Regions from separate parts of the Callithrix jacchus genome. Here region 2 is linked to region 1. Evidence: chromatin contacts called from public Hi-C data. All regions are on one chromosome and are shown on one strand. The core of a region is the stretch at or near the end of the contact, and the rest is flanking DNA. Distances in the headings are between cores, read along the strand shown.

The links. A called contact is a pair of places that touch in the nucleus more often than the background predicts.
Region 2: a Hi-C map of skeletal muscle shows a contact between it and region 1, with 3 times the contacts expected there. The contact joins the enhancer-like site here to the promoter of THBD in region 1. A contact is called at or near these places in 2 of 3 Hi-C or Micro-C datasets (both in skeletal muscle).

Annotation. Positions count from the first base shown.
Region 1 is chr5:30,079,183-30,084,177 of calJac240_pri, reverse strand. It overlaps THBD (thrombomodulin), which reads left to right and starts at 1,916. Exons shown (of 1, transcript XM_003732821.6): 1 at 1,916-4,995. The coding sequence starts at 2,082. The coding sequence ends at 3,797.
Region 2 is chr5:30,210,078-30,214,985 of calJac240_pri, reverse strand. No RefSeq gene overlaps it. Among named protein-coding and RNA genes, the nearest start is that of CD93, 86 kb to the right of the region's middle. Within about 2 kb of position 3,410, at least 5 of the 16 cell types and tissues checked have an H3K27ac peak or open chromatin away from gene starts, as enhancers often do. A contact at or near this core is called in skeletal muscle, where this site is marked.

The sequences.
Region 1 (4,995 bases), core at 667-3,166:
TGAATCGTCCCCACATTCAGACCCTTCAGCAGTGTCCCCAAGAGGTTCCTGCCCCTGTCTGAAGCTTCACCCTCAACCCCATGGCGGCACCCCAGGCAGCCCTGCTTCTGGGTCCCGCGTCGGCAGGCTGTACACCGGAGTCACGACCATTGATTCAGCCGAGACAGCCACCGACTGCCTGCTCCCGCCGGGGACAGCTCTGCTGTCCTGTCTGCTGCCCTTCCCTTCTACTTCCCAGGGGTCCGGGTCAGGTGAGGTGCAGCTGTGCGCATTCCGGGAGCTTCAGACCCCTGTGTGTCCAGCAGCTCCTCCGTTTCCGGAAGGCTCTGCCCCAAGGCGCTGGAGGGTGTGGGGTGGGACAGCCCTTTCGCTTTCGGAGTGTCCACGCTCCACCCACTTGGTCACGGCGGGTCAGTCCAGTCCAGCCCGGCCCACCCCCCCGGTGCGTGTCTTTCGCACGTGCAGGCTCCATACTCTCTGTTCTCGTTTAATGTCCGGAATCTACGAGACCCTGGAGGCAAGAGGTAAACGCCGCGGAATCCACAAGGGGCTGCCGGGGTACGGAGCTTCCTACCCCAGGGGGAGGCCTCTGCGCTCCCAGACCTTAACCCTTTTTAGCCCGAAACTTCTCCAACTTCCTTGGCTTTGTTTAGAGCTCGACAGCGCCGCCGCCTGGCGCTCGTTGTGAGGACGGTGGAGGAGAGACGCAAGGGTGTCTTTGAACCTTTTGCCTCTCACTGTTATGGGGGCGACCGGAGGAGGTGGCCCACTCCTCCGCATTCCCAGTCAGGGAACTACCGGACGAGGTCGAAAGCCACAGGTTCCTATCTCCTCCTCCAGCCCTCCTCACCGCGCCCATCCACGGGACCGTGTCTCCTCAGTGCCCTTTGCCAAGCAAGTGGCATTTCTGTGCATCTCGGTATCAATGCGGCCGCTGGACCAAATGGAAACTTTCTTTGCTGACATGAGTGGGACCCGCGGGAAGCCCGCAGCGCCTCCCCGAGGGGCTGCCAGCCACCCTGTTGGGGTGCGAGATGCGCCGTCCCTCGGAAGCTGGACGGAAACCGGCCCGGCTGCTTCGCTCCCACGCGCCCGCTCTTACCCCGCGCCGCAGCAATTCACCTGCCACGGCCTCTGAGCGAGGTCAGGACCTCAGGAGCCGTGATAGTGTCCCCGCGCCTTCCTCACGTGACGAGATGGGGTTGCCCAGGGACTCGCGGGTCCCCCTGGCCAACCATGGGGCAGAGGGCGCTGCTGTCAGGCCAGTCTTCCCCGCCCTGTCCCGTCACCCCAGCCACACCCACTGTCCTCTGAGGCCAAGCGCTCCGCCGGTTCCCTGAGCCAGGCACCCTGGCAGGGGACGGGATCCAGCTGTCTCTCCTTGCGAGCCTGTCTTTGGGGAAGTCCACGTCCTAGACAGTCCCTCCCAAAGTCCCCTTCGTGCGGGTCACCCCTCCCAGTGTCCTGCAGGTTTCGTGCACCATCTCCCCCACGCCCCATTCCAAGCCCTCTTCGCTGACGTCTCCGATTCCCAGAGCTCTGCAATGCGGGCTTTCCTTGGATGTGACGGCAACATATATGAAAAGAAAGGAAGGAAGTCCAAGAGATGAAGGAGGGCTGCACGCGTGGGGGCCAGCGTGGTGGGGGCGGGGACAGTCGTCTGGCTACAGGGGTGCTGGCCTTTCCTGGCGCCTGCCCCTGTCGGCCCCGCCCGAGAACCTCCCTGCTCCAGAGCCGGGTTTACTCATCCCGGCGAGGTGATCCCATGCGCGAGGGCGGGCTCAGGGCGGCCGGAGAACCCAGCAATCCGAGTATGCGGCCTCAGCCCTTCCCACCAGGCACTTCCTTCCTTTTCCCGAACGTCCAGGGAGGGAGGGCCGCGCACTTATAAACTCGAGCCCCGGCCGATCCGAATGTCAGAGGCTGTCTAGCAGGGGCTGCGCGCCGCGGCCAGAAGGGTCTGGACTGAGACGGTCAGGAGAGGCTGTCACCAGCGGCGTCCTGCGCCCCTCTGCTCCGGCCCGGCCCGGTCTCAGTGCCTGCGCTTTTCACAGCGCCTGCACTCGGCGCGTCTGGGTAACATGCTCGGGGCCATCCTCCTTGGCGTGCTGGCTCTGGCCGGCCTGGGGCTCCCCGCACCCGCAGAGCCACAGCCCGGTGGCAGCCAGTGCGTCGAACACGATTGCTTCGCGCTCTACCCGGGCCCCACGACCTTCCTCGCTGCCAGCCAGATCTGCGTTAGACTGCAGGGCCACCTAATGACAGTGCGCTCCTCAGTGGCTGCCGATGTCATTTCCTTGCTATTGAGTGGTGACGGCGAGGTTGGCCCGCGCCTCTGGATCGGCCTGCAGCTGCCACCAGGCTGCGGCGACCCCAACAGCCTCGGGCCCCTGCGCGGCTTCCAGTGGGTTACGGGAGACAACCACACCAGCTACAGCAGGTGGGCGGAGCTCTACCTCAATGGGGCTCCCCTCTGCGGCCCGTTGTGCGTCTCGGTCTCTGCTGCTGGGGCCCCTGTCCCCGGCGAGCCGGTCTGGGAGGAGCAGCCGTGTGATGTGAAGGCCGATGGCTTCCTCTGCGAGTTCCACTTCCCAGCCACCTGCAGGCCCCTGGTGGTGGAGCCCGGCGCCGCGGCTGCAGCCGTCCGGATCACCTATGGCACCCCTTTCGCGGCCCGCGGAGCGGACTTTCAGGCGCTGCCGGTGGGCAGCTCCGCCTCGGTGGCGCCCCTAGGCTTGGAGCTGGAGTGCGCCGCACCGCCTGGGGAGGTCCAGGGACACTGGACTAGGGATGCGCCCGGCGCTTGGGACTGCAGCGTGGAGAACGGCGGCTGCGAGCACGCGTGCAATGCGAGCGCTGGGGCTCCCCGCTGCCTCTGCCCAGTCGGCGCCGCCCTGCAGGCAGACGGGCGCTCCTGCACCGCACCCGCGAAGCAGTCCTGCGAAGACCTCTGCGAGCACTTCTGCGTTCGAAACCCGGACAAGCCGGGCTCCTATTCGTGCATGTGCGAGACCGGCTACCAGCTGGCAGACGACCTGCACCGGTGCGTGGACGTGGATGACTGCATGCTGGAGTCCAATCTGTGCCCGCAGCGCTGTGTCAACACTCAGGGTGGCTTCGAATGCCACTGCTACCCTGGCTACGACCTGGTGGACGGCGAGTGCGTGGAGCCCGTGGACCCGTGCTTTGGAACCAACTGCGAGTACCAGTGCCAGCCCTTAGGCCAAACTAGCTACCGCTGCATCTGCGCCGAAGGCTTCGCGCCGGTGCCCCAGCAGCCGCACAGGTGCCAGATGTTTTGCAACCAGACTGCCTGTCCAGCCGACTGCGACCCCAACACCAAGTCTAACTGTGAGTGTCCTGAAGGCTACATCCTGGACGAAGGTTTCATGTGCACCGACATCGACGAGTGCGAGAACGGCGGCTTCTGCTCCGGGGAATGCCGCAACCTCCTGGGTACCTACGAGTGCATCTGCGGGACCGACTCGGCCCTTACTGTCCAGATTGGCACCGACTGTGACACCGACAAGGTGGACGGAGGCGACGGCGGCTCTGGAGAGCCTCCGGTCAGCCCGACGCCGGGCTCCACCTCCAATCCCCCGGCCGCCGGGCGCGTGCATTCGGGCGTGCTCATAGGCATCTCTATTGCCAGCCTGTCCCTGGTGGTGGCGCTTTTGGCCCTCCTACGCCACCAGCGCAAGAAGCAGGGCGCCACCAGGGCCAAGATGGAGTACAAGTGCGCGGCCCCCTCCAAGGAGGTAGTGCTGCAGCACGTGCGGACCGAGCAGACGCCTTAGGGACTCTGAGCGACCTCCGTCCAGGAGCCCGGCTTTGGCGTGGGCTTTCTCTCGCTCCTGTGCCTCCTCGCCCTCAGCTGTACTCCACCGCTACCCAGAGCACCCTAGCTGGATTACAGCTGGAGAAGGCCCGCCCCGCCCCCACCAAGCTGTGTTCTCTGATTCCATGCCTAAACGGGGAGAGGCCGATTAGAAGGAGGAGAATGAGCCTCAGCCTCTTCCATGACGTCACTGGACCACTGGGCAGACATGACGATTTTACGACGAAGGCAAAGAAGTGTCGCAGCTCCTCACCACTGGGCGCAGGAGGGTGAGCGTTATTGCCTGGCGGCCCTTTGGGCAGACCTTGACCTCGTGGGCTAGGGATGAGCAAAATATTTATTTTTTAAAAGTATTTAGGCTTCTGTTTGTTTCCTTTTTTCCTACCTGTATGTCTCCGGTATCCACTTTGCATACCTCTCCCATCTCGCTCTACAAACTCCCACTTCTCATGTGGCAGATAAACTATCTTAGTGAATTCTTTTTCCTGGCCCTCTCACATTTATGAAGCAAGCTCCATTTCTTCGCCATTCTTCCTAGTTTCCTCCTCTCAGGAACTGGGCCGGCTCACCTGAGTCGCCCTGCCTGACCTGTGCCTGACCCTATTTCTTTTGCCCTTACCTGCCTGCTCAGACAGAAACTCCTACATGAACAGAAACAAAAACACTCAAAATAACAATGGCCCTTTGCTTTTTCACCAGATTTGCTAATTTATCCTGAAATTTCAGGTTCTCAGCGCAAAATAATTTTAAGCAAAGGTTGAGATGTAAAATGCATTGAATTAATGTTGCTGGACTGTCATAGAAATTACACCCAAAGATATTTTTATCTTTATTTTTTTAAACAGTGAGCCTGAACTTTGTGGTTGCTTTGATTTGTACTGAAAATGGTAATTGTTGCTAATTTTCTTATGCAGTTTCTTTTTTTGTTATTATTACTTTGACAGTGTTGAAAATGTTCAGAAGGTTGCTCTGGATTGAGAGGAGAGACAGGCACCTTCCAGCAGCCAGTTTAAGAAAGTTTTGAGCTTCATGATTCATGCCAGTTGGTAATTGTCTCTCACTGTCCTTGTCATTGGTAGACCTAAATAAAACCAGCTCTACTGGTCTTTTGGAAGGGACCTTGGGAATAGATCCTGGAGGATGCCCAATCAGGGCTC
Region 2 (4,908 bases), core at 2,161-4,660, 130 kb before region 1:
CACACAAACCCACATAACACATGGACATATCAAATACAGACACTATGCACACACATTAACCCACACATAACACGCCATCACACACAGACATAAATCCACACACAACACGCCAACATTACACACAGATACCACATACACACTCAAACCCACACAACACATCAACATCACACACAGACACAGACACCATACACTCAAACCTCTCTCTTATACTCTTACATCACACCCTCACAGTCATGACACATAAACATACTACACACATATCACGCAAATACAAACAAGACACACAGACACACACCCACACACACAACGTATGCACCACACAGCCGCCTCCCTGGCCCCACACTCTATAGACAGACAACAGAGGGCAAGAGGGGCCGGTGCAGGGGGCACAGCCAGGCTGCAGGGAGGTGTGTGGGGCTGGGATGCGAAGGCAGCAGAGACCTCCCTGCTCTCTCTGGCTTCAGAGGAGGGAGGGAGCCGCGGCAGCTGCAGCAGCTGTGGTTCTGTGCCCAACCCAGATCTCTCGCTGCCCCTCTGCCTCCCTGTACTCCTGGGACCTGCTGAGCCAGCCAGGACAGCCTAGTGGCGGCCCAGTCCCTCCTGCAGAGGGCCTGGATAGGTACTGTTCCCAGGGATCCCATCTCTTGCTGGGTCTGGTCTCAGGTGCACCCTCCTCCTGCAGGAGGTGACAGAAAGACCAGCCTCTCCTGCTCCCAGTGGTCATCCTCTCTCTAGAGCCCTGCCCTGGGCTTCCCTCCTGCCTGGTTCTCTCCTCTTTCTGGGGATCCCCTCTAGTAAACATGTGCTCCCTGGGCCTCACGTCAGGGTCTGCTTTAGAAACACAGGCTGCTTGTGGGGGCGGGGGGGGGGTCCCACAGCTTCTTTCTACCCGCCCTGCCCTCGGGCTCTTCCAGTGATGGCTCCCATTTTCCTCTCTCCCCTAAAGAAGAGCCTCCACCAGGTCCTGTTGTGTGCCTGTCATCCAAGGGTCTTTGGCTCTGTCCTTGGTGGTACAGGTTCCATGGTGTCCCTCTCAAAATTCAGATGTTGAAGTCCTCACACCCAGCACCTCAGCATGTGATCTGATATGGAGTTAGGGTACTAGGTGAGAGGTAGTAAAGTAAAAGTGAGGTCACACGGGTGGGCCCTGATCTGTAGGACTGACGTCTTTCTAGAAAGGGGAGCTCTGGGCAGAGACAGGCACGGGGGAAGGTGATGTGGAGAGCCAGGGAGCAGATGGCTGTCCACCAGCCAAGGCGGGAGGCCTGCACTGGACCAGCCGGCCACCCTCAGGAGGTGCCAGGCCATCCAGCACCTTGCTCTCGGACTTCCGGCCTCCAGTGCTGTGCAAGAACAAAAGCCTGTGGTTTAAGCTGCCTGGGGTGTGATCCCTGGTGGCAGCAGCCCCAGAAGACACCCATTGAGAGAGGCTCTGCTTGGCATGGCCCTCAAGGCATACCTTCCAGGGGCAGAGACTTGACTGTACCTGACAGAGCCATGTGCACTGGGGCAGGGTCACCTGGTGCTCACCAGTCTCTTCACCTGGAACATGAGGTCTGACAGATGGGACCACCCCAGCATATGCTCCATCTGCCAGCCTAACCTGATATGGGTGCTAAGCAAAGTCCCTTGGGCAGTTGACTTTTTTTTTTTTTGTACTTGCCAACTTAGAGATATGTTATAAGTAAAATTTCAGTGTCACAAAAGAAATAGCACTCAAAGATAAATCCTCTCAGCAAGGGCATGGTGGTGCGTGCTTGTAGTCCCAGCTACTGGGGAGGCTAAGGCAGAATTGCTTGAACCCGAGAGGCGGAGGTTGCAGTGAGCTGAGATCGTGCCACTGCACTCCAGCCCAGTGCCTGAGCAAGACCGTCTCAAAAAAAAAAGGAAAAAAAAAAATCCTCTCAGCAAGACAGTTTACTTTTATAGAAGGGTGCGGCGCACAGATGGAGCAATGCAAGTGGACACCTGGACAAGGAGGGGAAGAGGTACTTATGCCTGCCGGGGGTCGTCCCTACTGCTGTATTGTTCCCCTGTTGGCTAGGGTTAGACCACACAAACTAGACTAATCCTGATTGGCTATTTTAAAGAGAGTAGGGGTCCCAGCTGGAGTGACACGGTGGGTGTTTTGGTGGGAAGGACCGTTATAGGTGGATCAGAGCAGGTAGCAGGGGGTGACCTAGGTTAAAGAAGGTGACCAGAGCAGGTGACCCGGATGAGTCAGAACGGAGCAGGGGCCAGGGGAACAGATGTGAACTACTGATTAGAACTGGTGGAGAAGGTTGTTTACTGGAACTACAAGGAAGTGAAACTTTAAAATAGAGAATTAAAGAATAAGAGAGCTGAACATACTGACATGCTGATTCTTTGAAGAGAAAGTTGGGCTTCACTATAACAGATGGAATCAGAGCGTGGAGTCCCTGCCTGAGGACCTGGGAGACTGTGGAGCCGAACCCCACCCCTTCTCAGCCTAGAGGCGAGTGTGGCTGCTAGGCAGCCTGTGAAATGTAATTCTACCCTCCTCACAAGACCCAGGGCAAGTCGGAAAACCCCTCTGAGGAAGGAAACTATAACCAAGAAAGTCGTGCTGTGTTCTTGCCCTCTCTCCTGGTATCCACAGGGCAGTTCTCAACATTTCAGAGCGCGTGGAGCCTCAGCAGGCTCCTGCTGTGGTGGGAAGAGCATGGACATGAGCCAGCCAGAGCTCCAGTTCCAGACGCGCTGCTCACCCGCTTTAAACGAACCTCACAGAGCCTCAGTTTCCCCACCTGAGTGGTGGGATGAGGCTCTTCCCCTCAGAGGTCAGCACAGTGTGTGCTCTCCATCAGCATGCTTGCCAATGTTCTAGAAAACAGCAGTGGCGCTGGATGATTTGAGGAGACAGCAAGGGTAGTGATAAAAACAAACAAATAAATCTCACTGGGCCACAGAAGGAGAAGGGGAAATTAGGTAAGAACTCAGAAAGCGTCAGACTCAGTCAGAGAAAGTCTTCGGGGAGGAAAACAGATCTGGGCCCTCGACCAACGCATCTTCCCACGCTCTGGCAAGGAGGGGACAGGAGGGCTCATTCCCAGTGTCTCTTTGCTGCAGTGGGGCCTCACAGTGAGGAGACCGGAGCTCAGAAGCAGGAGAGCAGGTGCGTGGCCTCCACCCTGCAGAGGGGATCGTGTGGGGGGCCCCAGCCTCCTAGAGAGGCCCAAGGCTTCTAGCCATCTGTCCAGTGCCGAGTGGAGACCTGCCTGCCTGACCTCAGGTACAGTCCGGTTTTCCTTCCCTTTCTTTTTTCCATTAACATAGTGAGCGCTTGCCTGCCTGTAGGGTTTGGGAAAGGACACACCCTCCCATCAGCTGTCCACAGCTGCTGTGACTGTCCGCAGCCGTGGGGAGGGCCTCCTTCTCTGGAATAGTAAGGGTGTCCTCAGGCACCCTCAGGAGGGGCAGAGGCTGACCTGGGCCCCGGTGTCCCATCAGCACCCTGGAACTCTCTGGGTTCCATGGAGAGGCCTGGGTTGGGTCTCCTGGGTGGGCCTCCTGGGTGGCTCTCAGCTGGACAGTCCACCCCTCACCCAGCACAGTGATGGAGCCACAGCACGCAGTGTGTGGTCCAGGATTCTGAGCAAGAGACTGAGGAAGGGGGCGGGGTGGGGAGCAAACGTCACTTCCTGAGTCCCACGCACGGTCCACCCAGCAGCTGCTGAGGCCCATGGCTCACCTTTGACCTTCACCGTGACCTGGCTGATCTTTTGGAAAGGTTGGTCCACGCAGCTGACGATATCCAGGAGGGGGACTTTGGGGACACCAACTCCAGAGGTGCTCACATGCTGTTTTATTTAGAAAGCAAAGGATAACACTAGAGAAACCAAGCGGACTGCTTGTGCTTAGCTGATTACAGCTCCTACTGCTGTGCTTTCTCAGGGCCATCCCCAGGCTCAGGCCCTGCTCCTCTCCAGTAACGGTTCCGGGTCCCAGCAGGGAGACTGCACAGCTCATAATCGCCCTGTCCCTCTCCTTGGGGTTATTTTCCCAGACCCTCTGCTCTCCCTGCCCTGGGAGGGTTGACTCAACGAGGACGGCTTTGGGTATCTGTAGTGGCTGACTGAACCCCAGCCACCATCCTTGAGCTCTTTCTGTGCCCTGAAGGGTGCTCTCAGGGAGGGCTGGGCTCATGGCAACGGTCTAACAGCAGGCCAGGTTAAAGCACAGATGTGGTGGAACCCCCACCCCCAACCCTGCCCACAGGTGAGGATGGTGCCGGGAGAGCCTTCCTGGAAGACTTGAGGGCAGAGCTGGGTTTTGAGGGATGAATAGGAGTTTACTGGGGTACAGGTGAGCATGGGAGAAGGCAGATATTCCAGGCAGTCCATAGAGGATGTTCAATGACACAAGACAGGCCACTGTCTGAGGAAATGGAGCCGTAAGAGAGTGTTTCATGAAACAGTAATGGGTCTGAGCAGAATACACTCAGGACAGTGCCATCCCTTTCTCTAGGAGTGCCCTCGTCAGCCCACCATTCAGATAACAGGTTCTTAGAGGCCTCCTCTCTTCCCAGCCACTGTCTTGCTGGTCAGTTTGAGCTCCTCTGCCTGTCCTAATCAGGTAAACTGACCCGTCAGCATAAGCAAATCCCCGTTGCATTTTACGCCGTGGCTTCCAATCAGCTGCTGCTTGCTGGGGTGTCAAGACCTCTCATGAGTTATTTCACCAGATTCTCAAGTTTGTCTGTCCATGAGAAATGGGGATGTGGGAAAATGGAGGCACAAAGATGTGGCTTGTTTAAAGCTAGACGGCCGGGAAGCAGAGACGCTTGGTTCTGTGACCTGACTCTTAGATAAAGCGTAACATTTCCTCACCACGTATACCCACAGCTATTTTAGTGTCAACAGAAGGTCGCAGCAGGTGGGGAGAAAT